Regions from separate parts of the Mus musculus genome. Here regions 2 and 3 are each linked to region 1. Evidence: chromatin contacts called from public Hi-C and promoter capture Hi-C data. All regions are on one chromosome and are shown on one strand. The core of a region is the stretch at or near the end of the contact, and the rest is flanking DNA. Distances in the headings are between cores, read along the strand shown. Region 1 has its middle 26 kb from the start of Gm39404. Region 2 has its middle 110 kb from the start of 1700034K08Rik. Region 3 has its middle 70 kb from the start of B430319G15Rik.

Evidence for each region. Promoter capture Hi-C pulls out the DNA fragments that hold promoters and counts their contacts. A called contact is a pair of places that touch in the nucleus more often than the background predicts.
Region 2: a promoter capture Hi-C map of hippocampal neurons shows a contact between it and region 1, with 3 times the contacts expected there. The contact joins two enhancer-like sites. A contact is called at or near these places in 1 of 39 promoter capture datasets (hippocampal neurons), 1 of 15 datasets of contacts at CTCF or cohesin (pro-B cells), 23 of 484 Hi-C or Micro-C datasets (the Ba/F3 cell line, the G1E-ER4 cell line, adipose-derived mesenchymal stem cells and 11 more) and 1 of 115 datasets of contacts at active chromatin or transcription factors (astrocytes).
Region 3: a contact with region 1 is called in a Hi-C map of neural progenitor cells, with 4 times the contacts expected there. The contact joins two enhancer-like sites. A contact is called at or near these places in 9 of 484 Hi-C or Micro-C datasets (cardiomyocytes, cerebellar granule neurons, cerebellum and 5 more) and 1 of 115 datasets of contacts at active chromatin or transcription factors (astrocytes).

The regions. Positions count from the first base shown.
Region 1 is chr9:94,609,086-94,612,463 of GRCm38.p6, forward strand. No RefSeq gene overlaps it. Among named protein-coding and RNA genes, the nearest start is that of Gm39404, 26 kb to the left of the region's middle. Within about 2 kb of position 2,001, at least 29 of the 459 cell types and tissues checked have an H3K27ac peak or open chromatin away from gene starts, as enhancers often do. A contact at or near this core is called in hippocampal neurons and neural progenitor cells, where this site is marked.
Region 2 is chr9:92,897,451-92,901,400 of GRCm38.p6, forward strand. No RefSeq gene overlaps it. Among named protein-coding and RNA genes, the nearest start is that of 1700034K08Rik, 110 kb to the right of the region's middle. Within about 2 kb of position 2,436, at least 7 of the 459 cell types and tissues checked have an H3K27ac peak or open chromatin away from gene starts, as enhancers often do. A contact at or near this core is called in hippocampal neurons, where this site is marked.
Region 3 is chr9:92,611,418-92,614,934 of GRCm38.p6, forward strand. It overlaps the pseudogene Gm2495. Among named protein-coding and RNA genes, the nearest start is that of B430319G15Rik, 70 kb to the left of the region's middle. Within about 2 kb of position 1,959, at least 35 of the 459 cell types and tissues checked have an H3K27ac peak or open chromatin away from gene starts, as enhancers often do. A contact at or near this core is called in neural progenitor cells, where this site is marked.

The DNA.
Region 1 (3,378 bases), core at 751-3,250:
GCATGTGCCTGGCACACATAGAAAGTTATTACTGTTGTCACTAATGGAAAAAACAACACAGGGCTTCTTTTCTACCATGATAATTAGAAAAATCAGATTATTGAAACAAAATTGGAGCAATTATAATAACTAAGAGAGAGTACTTTCCACGGCAGCATGAATGTAGCGTGGTTTTCTTGAGATCCCTGGGAACTTTCAATTTCAGAATATTTATGCTATGGCTTCCACAGACATTATGTACTGACAATATAGCATACTGATACTGGCTTTCATATCCTTATGGTGCTCAAATGATGCTATTTTGATTGGCACCATTGGTGGGAACAAATGTAGAAGCCAAGAATAACCCAATCCATAAATTTTTCATTCGCGAAACTCTGCATTTTGGTATCTTTTACAAACACACTTTGAGATGTAACAAACTTTCTTCCCTCTTTGTCAGTTACTGGCCTTCATCTGGCTTTTTGTACATAGAACATGTGTCACCAAGAGGTACTTTTGTCATTAGTCCTGAGTAGGCTTTGATGTCATGGCTGCCCCTTCCTCTTCCCAGTCCTTATAGAGGGGAAGTGGAAGCTGTAAGTCACCATACTTTATAATCTTAGCAGATGGCACAGCAATGATGACATCACCACCATCATCATTATCAACAACAACAAAGTCCTATACTAAAGGTATTACTTAATAGTCTCTCTAGACTAAGCAAGCTGTAACAACAACTCACACCATGTAATATGTGGTATCACACTGTCCCTCCTGGTCTATCTAGCATTCAGAGACAAACAACGTACAAGTGTAATACTGTGGTTTTTATTTGGCTATATCTCTAGAAATTTACATCTTTAAAATCAAAAGGATCTAGCAGAAGTTATGAATGTTAAGTAGTATTGAGATTTATGGTAATCGCCTTGTGCTATTATAACAAACACCACAGTCCAAGCGGCTTAAATGAGGCAAGTTAATTTTCTTGCAGCTCTGGAGGAACGGAAGTATATGATTAAGGTGCCAAATGGTGCGATTCCTGGTGAAAGCATTCTTCCTCCTGACTTACCTTCTTGCTCTGTCATCTTAAAATGTTTTTATTGGCATATAGATTAATTATACAAAATAATAAGTTTTGCTCTGCAGTTTTAACAGATGTGTATAATGTACTTTAAATTGTCCCCTCCTTTCAGAACCCTCCCTTGATCTCTGCTCCCGTTGCTCCCCCTCTTCTTGCTATGCCCTCTTATAAGGACACTAATCCTATAAGATTAGGGCCTCACACTCACAAGCTCATTCACTGTAACTACACTTCAAAAACATTATTTCCAGAAGCAGCCAGTCATGTTTCGGTTTGGGATTTTGATATATAAATTTGGAGATGAGTTATACCTATAACAGCTCTCTTTCTTAAATTATAGATTATATTTCTATCAAAGATTTTTAAGTAGGAAGAAAGACCAGACAAAAGCCTAGACAAAGGGAGGAATTCTTTTCAAGATGTGAAACACAAGCCTTAGTATCATAATGTTTTAATCCAGGAAAAATGAGTTGCCCTTATTTGTGCACTCTCTTTTGTGTGTGTGTGTGTGCTATGAACAACTATTAAATATGAAGCGTCTCCCAGCAAACTGCCTCTCACAGAGGTGTGAACTAGCATCTTTGTCACAAGTTCCCACAGATTTCTCTACTGATTGGTATTGTTATAGCAACCAGAGTGCCACGGGAAGTTGTCATGGGCATGATAATCATGAAACATCACTATGGCAACAGAAACCTCTGGAAAGTAAAAAAAAAAAAAAAAAACAAACTTAGACTGTCAATTGGTATCAAAGAGGGTTACCCAGGGAAAAAATAGGTGGAGGCAGAAATAAAGGGTCAGAGCAAAAAGGAATGATTATATAGAAACTGAACAAGCAATGGAGAAAGAAAACAGTAACCAAACAGAGGGTGAAGCTATGGCTCACACAGGAAAGCGGGAGGCAGGAGGGAGCACATGAGCCCCAGCAGTGGGCATGCTCCCAGAAGCAGTGCGCATGCTCTGCATGCAATGCAGAACCCCGGGGGAGACATGACTGGATGCCAAGGTCTGGACTGGAATTGACCAGGTGCTGATTTTCATACTGGAGGAAGATTTTGAATGAGCCACAATTTAGTGAGACAGCCTAAATCAATTTGTGGAGTGCTTTTGGCAAGACATCCTGCTGACTAGGAATTCTTATAATATCTGGTGTTCAGAGGCACCACATTTGAATATGGCTTTTCTTTATTGGACATCGAGATTGCTTCAGACAAAGGCACAGTGCCATTTGCTCCATTATAAATATATATTTCCTTCATTACAGAAGCTTAATGGCCTTTTTTTCCACCATGAGGGAATTAAGGTAATTCTTTAATACTCTTAAAGAGTAAGTGGCAATGTCACTTGGAATAAAGCATTTTCACTTAATATTTTCTGTGTTCTATTATCAATCAGGATTGAAGTTTTTATGGCCCAATATTAACTTTTAGTGAAGGGACTATATATATATATATATAATCATATATATATGGAATACATATATATGATATATATATGAAATCAAAAGGGGCCAGTAAGATGTTTAATTGTTTTCTAGAATTAAATGATGCTTCAAACATAACAGAATAAAGACTGAAAAATGGAAGCAGAAAAGGAGATACATAATGGTGGATATCATAAAGAAGCAAAGCAAAAGAATAACAAAAGCTTGAGATGAAAGTACAGAAATCAAACCAGCAGTCCGGGTACTTGCAGAAGTATGGTTTTAGGAATTTTAACAGAACATTTGTTTTTTTATTTCTTTTCCCCTTAATTTACTAATTTATTAATTATTAACTTTACATCACTATTGCAACCCTATCTCCCTCCTTTCCTCCCAGTTCTACACCTTCACACCTCCTTCTCACCATTACCACAACTCCACTTCTCCTTTGTGAAGGAAAAGTCCCCATGGGTACCAATCCTTCCTGGCTCATGAAGTCACAATAGGACTAAGCACTTCTTCTCCCACCGAGGCCAGAGAAGGCAGTCTGGCTAGGAGGAAAGGGATCCAAAGGGAGGCAATAGAGTCAGTCAGTCCGCTTTCCAACTTTAACATTGTCTTAGTCAGGGTTTCTATTCCTGCACAAACATCATGACCAAGAAGCAAGTTGAGGAGGAAAGGGTTTATTCGGCTTACACTTCCATACTGCTGTTCATCACCAAAAGAAGTCAGGACTGGAACTCAAGCAGGTCAGAAAGCAGGAGCTGATGCAGAGGCCATGGAGGGATGTTCTTTACTGGCTTGCCTTCCCTGGCTTGCTCAGCCTGCTCTCTTATAGAACCCAAGACTACCAGCCCAGAGGTGGTCCCACCCACAAGGGGCCTTTCCCCTT
Region 2 (3,950 bases), core at 1,186-3,685, 1.7 Mb before region 1:
CTTATTACTTCAAAGAAAGATAATCCCATACGCCTTGTTAATTTGTTTGTTTCACGGGTTGAAAACTTAGCCAAGTATGGTCTTACCCTGTTGGCATCCGTCTCTTTATTCCATTTGCTTGTTTGTTTGTTTTGTTTTGTTTTGTTTTGTTTGTTTTCAAGACAGGGTTTCTCTGTGTATCCCTGGCTGTTCTGGAACTCACTCTGTAAACCAGGCTGGCCTTGAACTCAGAAATCCACCTGCCTCTGCCTCCCAAGTACTGGGATTAAAGGCGTGTGCCACCACTGCCCAGCTTCTTTATTCCATTTCTAATCAAGCTTCTTCTTCATCTCCTTATCTCTTTCAGCACAACCCTAGGCTTCAAAATCACATTTCCTTCTGTTCTCTCTCTCTATTTTTAATTTTCTTTGATCCACTTTTTCTTTTTCACTGTACACCTGCATAAGATTACTAACAAGCATTCAACAGGGTTAATATTACATCATTAGTTCAGTTCCCAGCAATCACATGGTGGCTGTCAACCATCTCAAATGGGATCTGAAGCCCTCTTCTGGTGTGTCTGAAGACAGCTACAGTATGCTCATATAAATAAAATAAATAAATCTTTTTTTTTAAAGGAAGAAGCTACAGATCATTTGGAAACTATCATGTTCTTCAAATATAAAATGAAACACTACAAGGAGTTACTGTTACAACCAGCAGCTTTATGTTTCTGATAGTGAAATGACAGAGTTCTACAGTGTGTTACCATAGCCTTCGCCTTTGAAAGTTAGCTTCCTTTCCAGAAAATACAGTTACCGATTTTACAAACTTGGATTAATTATATTTTATAAAATAAACATTACCATTACTTGAAAGTTTTTTGGATTGTTAGGTCCAAAAGCAAGACACAAAGACCACCACTCACGTATGCAATAGGCAAGAGTGTTTTTATTTCCCCAAAGCAAGAAGCCTGCATGTAGGTATCAGCTACTTAACAAAAATGGCAACCCTGGACAACGGGGCACAAGTCTTTTATAGGAAACTGGGGAATTTTTTTTTAGCAAAGCTTAGGTAATCTAAAACTTCATTGGCGGGTGCTGTGAAGGTTTCATGGATTGGTTTCTGATTTGCTGCTATGTTAGTTTTACTATATTTGGTGAGGTCTTGAGGAAACTTCAGGAACTGTTTCAGCTCTGGGCTTCTCCTCCCTTTGTCAGAGCCATTAGTAGCTAACAGCCCATTGTCAGTAGGTGCTTCTGGGGAGCTTTATCAGCTCCCATAGGAAACTGAGACTTTTCTATTCCCAAAGTTTTTATTTTTCTTTTTTTTGGGGAGTTCTCAGAATTACAATGAGTAAACATCTAAGTAAAAGTAGAAGTGTCCCATTTCTCAATGCTGTACACCCAATATAAATCTTGTTTCCAAAATACACCACAAATTAAGCACAGTAAAATTTCTCTATTTTTTCCATAAAGTACTGGATTATCATAGTGTGAATTGATGGCCATGAGTGGTGTGTATCAAATAGAAAGGCACTTGGTGGGAAGTTTGTTGTTTGAATAATGTGAATCAATAGAACCAGAAAGGTTTCCTGTGGGAAACATGGTATTTTGAATCCCAGGTGTGAAGAATCAGGCTGTGTGACCTTTGGAAGGCCATTTCTCTCTTTCAGCCTCAATTCTCATATTTTTAAAAAGTAAGAAAGACTGAAAATTATGGTTTAAAATTATTCAAGAAAATGAAAAGCACACCCATAAAAATCAGCAACATATGTTAGAAAAACGAGTACTTGCCTAAAAGATGAAGAAAGAAAATATTGAATAAGTGAAATATAAACAGAGGATGATCAACAGAGCAAGGAGATTATAAGCTTCCTCATATCAGTCATAGAAAGATACATTATTTTTATTTTTATTGTTTTAAATTTTTATTTCAATTTTATATGTCATGGGTTTCCTATAAAAGCTTAAATTCCTATCCATGGTAGTGCATATTAAAATAAGTCCATGGTTATCTTGCAGCTCCATGTGTGAAAATTAAAAAATAAACATTTATACAGGTGTTAGAATACTTAAGAGATTTGTGTATGAAATTTATTCAAAGTAATGTGTGATGTACACAATCAACTGTTAGTGAGGTGGGTAAAATTTCAAATAAAATACTAGACTTGATGTGATAAATGGTATATTATTGAAAAATATCTCGTGAAATGGATTTAAAATTAAATTAATAATCAAAAAATTCAAATCACTCTGGCTAAAAAAAATTGGGAAACCTGAATATACCATTTGCTCTGATGTATCTGTTGTTAAAGTTGATCTATTCCTTCACATTTGTAATTGACATTAAATTTCCTGAAACTTTTTAAAATTCTGCTTATATAATACTGCGCCTAGCTGTTTGAGCTAAGCATGAAGTGACAATGTGAAAACAAAGTCTATTTCTATCTACTGTGAAAATTCTAGGAAAACGGCCAACAGATTACATAAATCAAAACTCACATCAGCACTGTATACTAAGCAGATGGCTTTATATGCTAATGTGTTATTTGATGCGCTATCCCTATTGACCGGAGGGAAGATAAAAACCTCTGTAAGGTCACAAAGACCTTCTGCTCACACCCTTTCCCTCCTTCTTGTTGTCACTATGTCAACTGCTGATGAGAATTTAGACTGTGCATAAAACATTGTGTTGTCTTTTTATTTCTTAAAATATATAAAATATACTTGAGCAGAAATATTTCTTGATAGAAATTCTGAGTATAAGGCAGGATAAGAAAATATAAGTAATCCTATAAGACTGAGAATAAAAAATAAGCAACAACCCCCCACTCTTTTATGACTTTAAAATAATCTATAATTTTAAAATGAGAAAGCAGACTATTCCCTTGAAAAATATGAACTCAAGAAATGATAAATATTTTAGGAAAATACTTTAGAAAATAAATAATTTCTCAAAATGTAGATATCTTATTTGTATTTATGAATCTTGATATGCTGAGATTAGTGGATATCTCTTCAAACAAAGAAGAGAGAAAACAATATCATTAAGCTGATAATCAACTTATGTAGTGTTTTCCAGTTGATTAGTTCAGAAATGTTCACCCCACATAAAAAGGCATACATCTGAAAAATCAGAATATACATCTTACCTAAAATGTTGGCAAAAACTCCACCTGCACAGAAAGGCCCAATGTCCAAATTAAAGTGGGAAGCTTATTCAGTAAAATTATGGGCAGTTTCAGGACTCAAGGTTTTCCCTAGACTTGTTGGTAAGATGGCACAGAGAAGGAGAAGAAACACTGTCCTCGGAAATCTGATTTCTAGACATTGTGATCCAATAATGCGTCCTGAAAATTTGTTGATCATGCTGAAGTAAGAATTAGACCATTTTTATATATATTTATGAAGAAAGACTGTTGAACACTGTAAGCAGAATTTCATGGGCTTTCCTATTAGGATCTTGGAAAAAAGTAGTGATGAGAACTATGCATACTCAAGAACTTTCACAGAAGAATAATATTAGCCACTGTGATAGAGACCATTCCTAAGATAATTTGACAAACAATGTAGCTTCTTTCTGCTCTAGTCTTGAGTTTGCCTCAGGAAAACTTAAAAAGTAATCAGCTAAATTCTTTGCTTGAGGATATTTCAAAATAGCCTATTATAGACTTTATCACAGAATTACTAGTAATCACTGTCTGCAGATCTACAATGAAAAAGAACAAGTGGGCCAAAAATAAATACAAAACTACAATTTGAAGAGAAAAAGCACAGTGAAAACTTAATTTCATATCCGAGGACTGTGCTGAGAGAAAGCAAAATTAAGGAGAAGTCTGATCTCCATTGGAGTGAAAAGAAGAGCACCCACAGGGAAAGACTCCACCTAGCTAAGGTTCCAACTTTCTAAGAGAAAAGGTCTAAAGAATTTTCTGTCCCTAGAAAGAAACAAGAAATAAATGTTCTGCA
Region 3 (3,517 bases), core at 709-3,208, 2.0 Mb before region 1:
ACTTGTATAGAAGATGTCAGACGCAGGTACATTTGATACATTTTGGAGTAGACAAGTTATAGCTATACCACCACAGGAACAGGTCTCGAGGAGTCTACAAAGAAGAAATCTTTTCAATTACTGTATATGAAAAAGAAAGAAATAGTAATTGTGAAATAGTAATTGTGAGTGCTCATTACAAGGCTGATGGCTGGAACATTAAGGACACATTACTGTGGTTAAAAAAAATAGAAACTGTGTGATTGAAACACTGAAAGTTACAATGTGCATTTTTGACATTAATGATGTTTTTATAAATGGAGAGTGGTTGTCAAAATAGTTCTCGGCTATGTCTGCTTTTCGTGTTCACCTGTTCACAACCACCCTTTCCTTGTGCCTTGGCTATTTAACCAAACTAAAGGGACCCAACTCACTCTACAGCACTGGTTCTCAACCTTCCTAACTCTGTGACCCTTTAATATGGTTCCTCACGTGCCGGTTATCCACAACTATAAAATTATTTTTGCTGCTACTTCATAGCTGTAATTTTGATACTGTTGTGAATCATATGATACAAATATTTTTGTTTCCTGGTAGTCTTAAGGTGACCCCTGTGAAAGGGTCTTTGGACCACAAAGGGGCCATGACCCGCAGGTTGAGGACCACTGCTTTAAGCTGCTATCTCTACACTCATCTCTGAACCTCAAGGACAAGGAATGGGAAATACGTGTTATTGTGAGGATTGGATGCTGTGGCAGTGATCATCCAGAGCTGGTCCTAGATGAGGAATGATATGGGCCCTTCACCCCCCAAATCAAATCCATGTGGACACTCTAGACAGGGAAGAAATCCATCCTAAAGTGGTTGTATAGCTTTCAGAATTAATCACAGCTTTTTTTCTTTGCTCAGTGACTCTCAGGGAAATCTCTCCAGACTCCAGGTGCAGTGGTCCGTAGAAGCTCTGGCGGCAAAGCTGAGCACCCACCCAGCCAAGTCACAAGTTAAGAGACAAGGTTCATTGTCGTGCATCTACTAAACATTCAGGCTCAGCACCAAGATCTTCTGGTGAAACAGAGCAAGAAACACAAAATGATAAAAAGCGCTTCTGCTCTTATCTGGCTGGCGGGATCATGCCAGGCCATGTGGCTACCATCATAGGGCAGGCGGGAGGTCTCATCATCGGCGGCCTGAGCATCATGGGCATGTGGCCTCCCATGGGCGGTCTCATCCCAGGAGCTGGTCCCACGGACATCATCCCAGGCGGAGGGAGAGCCCATCACTGGCATCATGGGCGGGCCTCCCATGTGGGGTGCAGGCATACTGTCAGGCGGAGGAGGACCTGGGAGACTGGAGGGAGGTGGGATCATGGTCCCAGCAGGCGAAGGAGCAGAGAATGGAGCCCGGAGGGAATTTCCTTGTTGAAATGCAGCCGTTGTTTCGTCAGCTCTGGCAAGCTCTTCCATCCATTTCTGGGAATAGTCTTTCACATTCTTGTTTCCGACCACTGCGGTGTGTCTTCCTCACAGACAGAGAATCGTGGGTAAGATACATACCACAGTAGTCATAATAAAACGTAGGCAGGTTGCTCCTCAAGCCCTTGTCTATCAGGGTCCCCGCCACAAGGAACTGACGCCGGATTTTTCACTACATATGAGATGAAGGTGTTGAGTCTGTCCCTGAATAGAGCTGTGCACATATTGTCCAAGTTGGAGAGAGTGATGCATTAAGTCTCTATCAAGAACTCAGTGTCTCTGCTTTCATTATTCAGTTTATGAGTGATTTTTCTCATAGGGCGGCATGTGGTAGACTTCCAATAGGCATTTTTAAATCGAATGAATTGGTGTTAAAAAGAAAGTATTATATGTATTTCAAAAACTATCTAAAAAGCTCCCATTTAATCATCTAACTCTGAAGTAAGATATAGTCCTAAAATAGCAACCAGTGAAGAGAGTGGATTCAGATGTGGAGGCTGCGAGTGGCCTTGACGTGTTTACTGGAGTCACACGGTTACCCTGGTTACTGATGGTTTTGCTCATTCCATTTGGCTGGCTGATTTGACCAAACATCGTTTCAACATCTTTTCAGACTGGCCTGCGAAATGGGATAAGTACTGTTTAGGAGAGTTAAAACTCGAGTAATGTCGAAAGAAAAAGGAAAAAAAAAAGGCTAGAACTTAGTAACTCTTTTTAGCTGAAAGGTAGAGATTAGTGGATCATACAAACTTAGAAAATAGTAATTTTTGTAAAAGTATGAACATGTTATTTTTAACTGTACAGTTGCTATAGTAAGTTGGTCATGTGTAAAAGGAACTTGCAGTGAATTCAAGGGTAAAGAAATGATGATCATAGAGTAGGCAGGGCTCAGGAAATATGATTATTTTTATTTGTGTGTGGGTGTGTGTGTTGAGACAGGGTCTCTCTGTAGTTTTGACTGTTTTGAATCTAGCTATGTAAACAAGGCTGGCTTCGAATTCGGCTTGCCTCTGCCTTCTGAGTACTGGGTTTAAAGACATGGGTTACCACTGCTGAGGGAATAATCTGATTTTATTACCTACCAGGTATGGTGGAAAATTGACATGAACACATAGGTAGTCTTTTGCTGGTTAAATAGCCTTCCTCTACTAATTTGGGATGTTTGTCTTGGTAATGTTTTTTGGATAAGAGTGTTTGCAATACATTTTGTAAAAATTTAGTCCATTGTTAATCTCTTTGTGGTCTAAAATGAGGACACAACAATTTAAAAATACACGCTTGTCTCTGTGACATAGGTGATGGCTCTCAGATGCTTGTGGCCTGGATGATGGCTGATAGTTCACCTTTGTGACAGGTACAGGTACTCTTGAGTCCTAATGTGCTTCCGGATTCCCTGCCCTGTCACAGGTGGGTTTATGTGACTCTGTAGATCACTCCAAGACAGGCATGCATTTGGGTTAGCCTCTAAGCCAGGTACACTGAGAGGTCTGATCCTAGAGTCACCCTTGGAAATAAGTAAATGCCTCACTGAGTCAGGCTTTGAGAGTTCAAAATCCTCCCAGTTTGTTCTGTCAATTTCTCTATCTCTATCTCTGTCTCTCTGTTTCTGTTTCTCTCTTCCTCCCTTCCTCCTGCCCTTTCTCCCCCCTCCACCACACTCTGCTTGCTGCCTGCAGTTTCAGATGAGAGCTCTCAGCTGTTCCTGCCTCCCTTGTCTTCCTGCTACCACGCTTCACCACTCTTGAGGCTGATGGACTCTTAGCCCTCTAGAACCCTAAACCCCAAATAAACCTTTTCCTCTCTAAGTTGCCTTCATCATGTTTTACCACAGCAACAGAAAAATATGGCACCATACCAGCCAATGGGAAGAGAAAAGATATAAATGGATAGTCACTGACTTACCAATTGTGTGTTTTTTTTTAACTTTTGATGATTCAAACGTAATGCACATGAAGTATAAAAATGTTGTGATCGTACCTTTTTTAGGTTGTTGATGGGCATAGTACTGCCTCTGTGTTGCAAAGTGTCAATGTGCTGAGCTTCCCAAAAAGCCTGGTGCTCTGCAG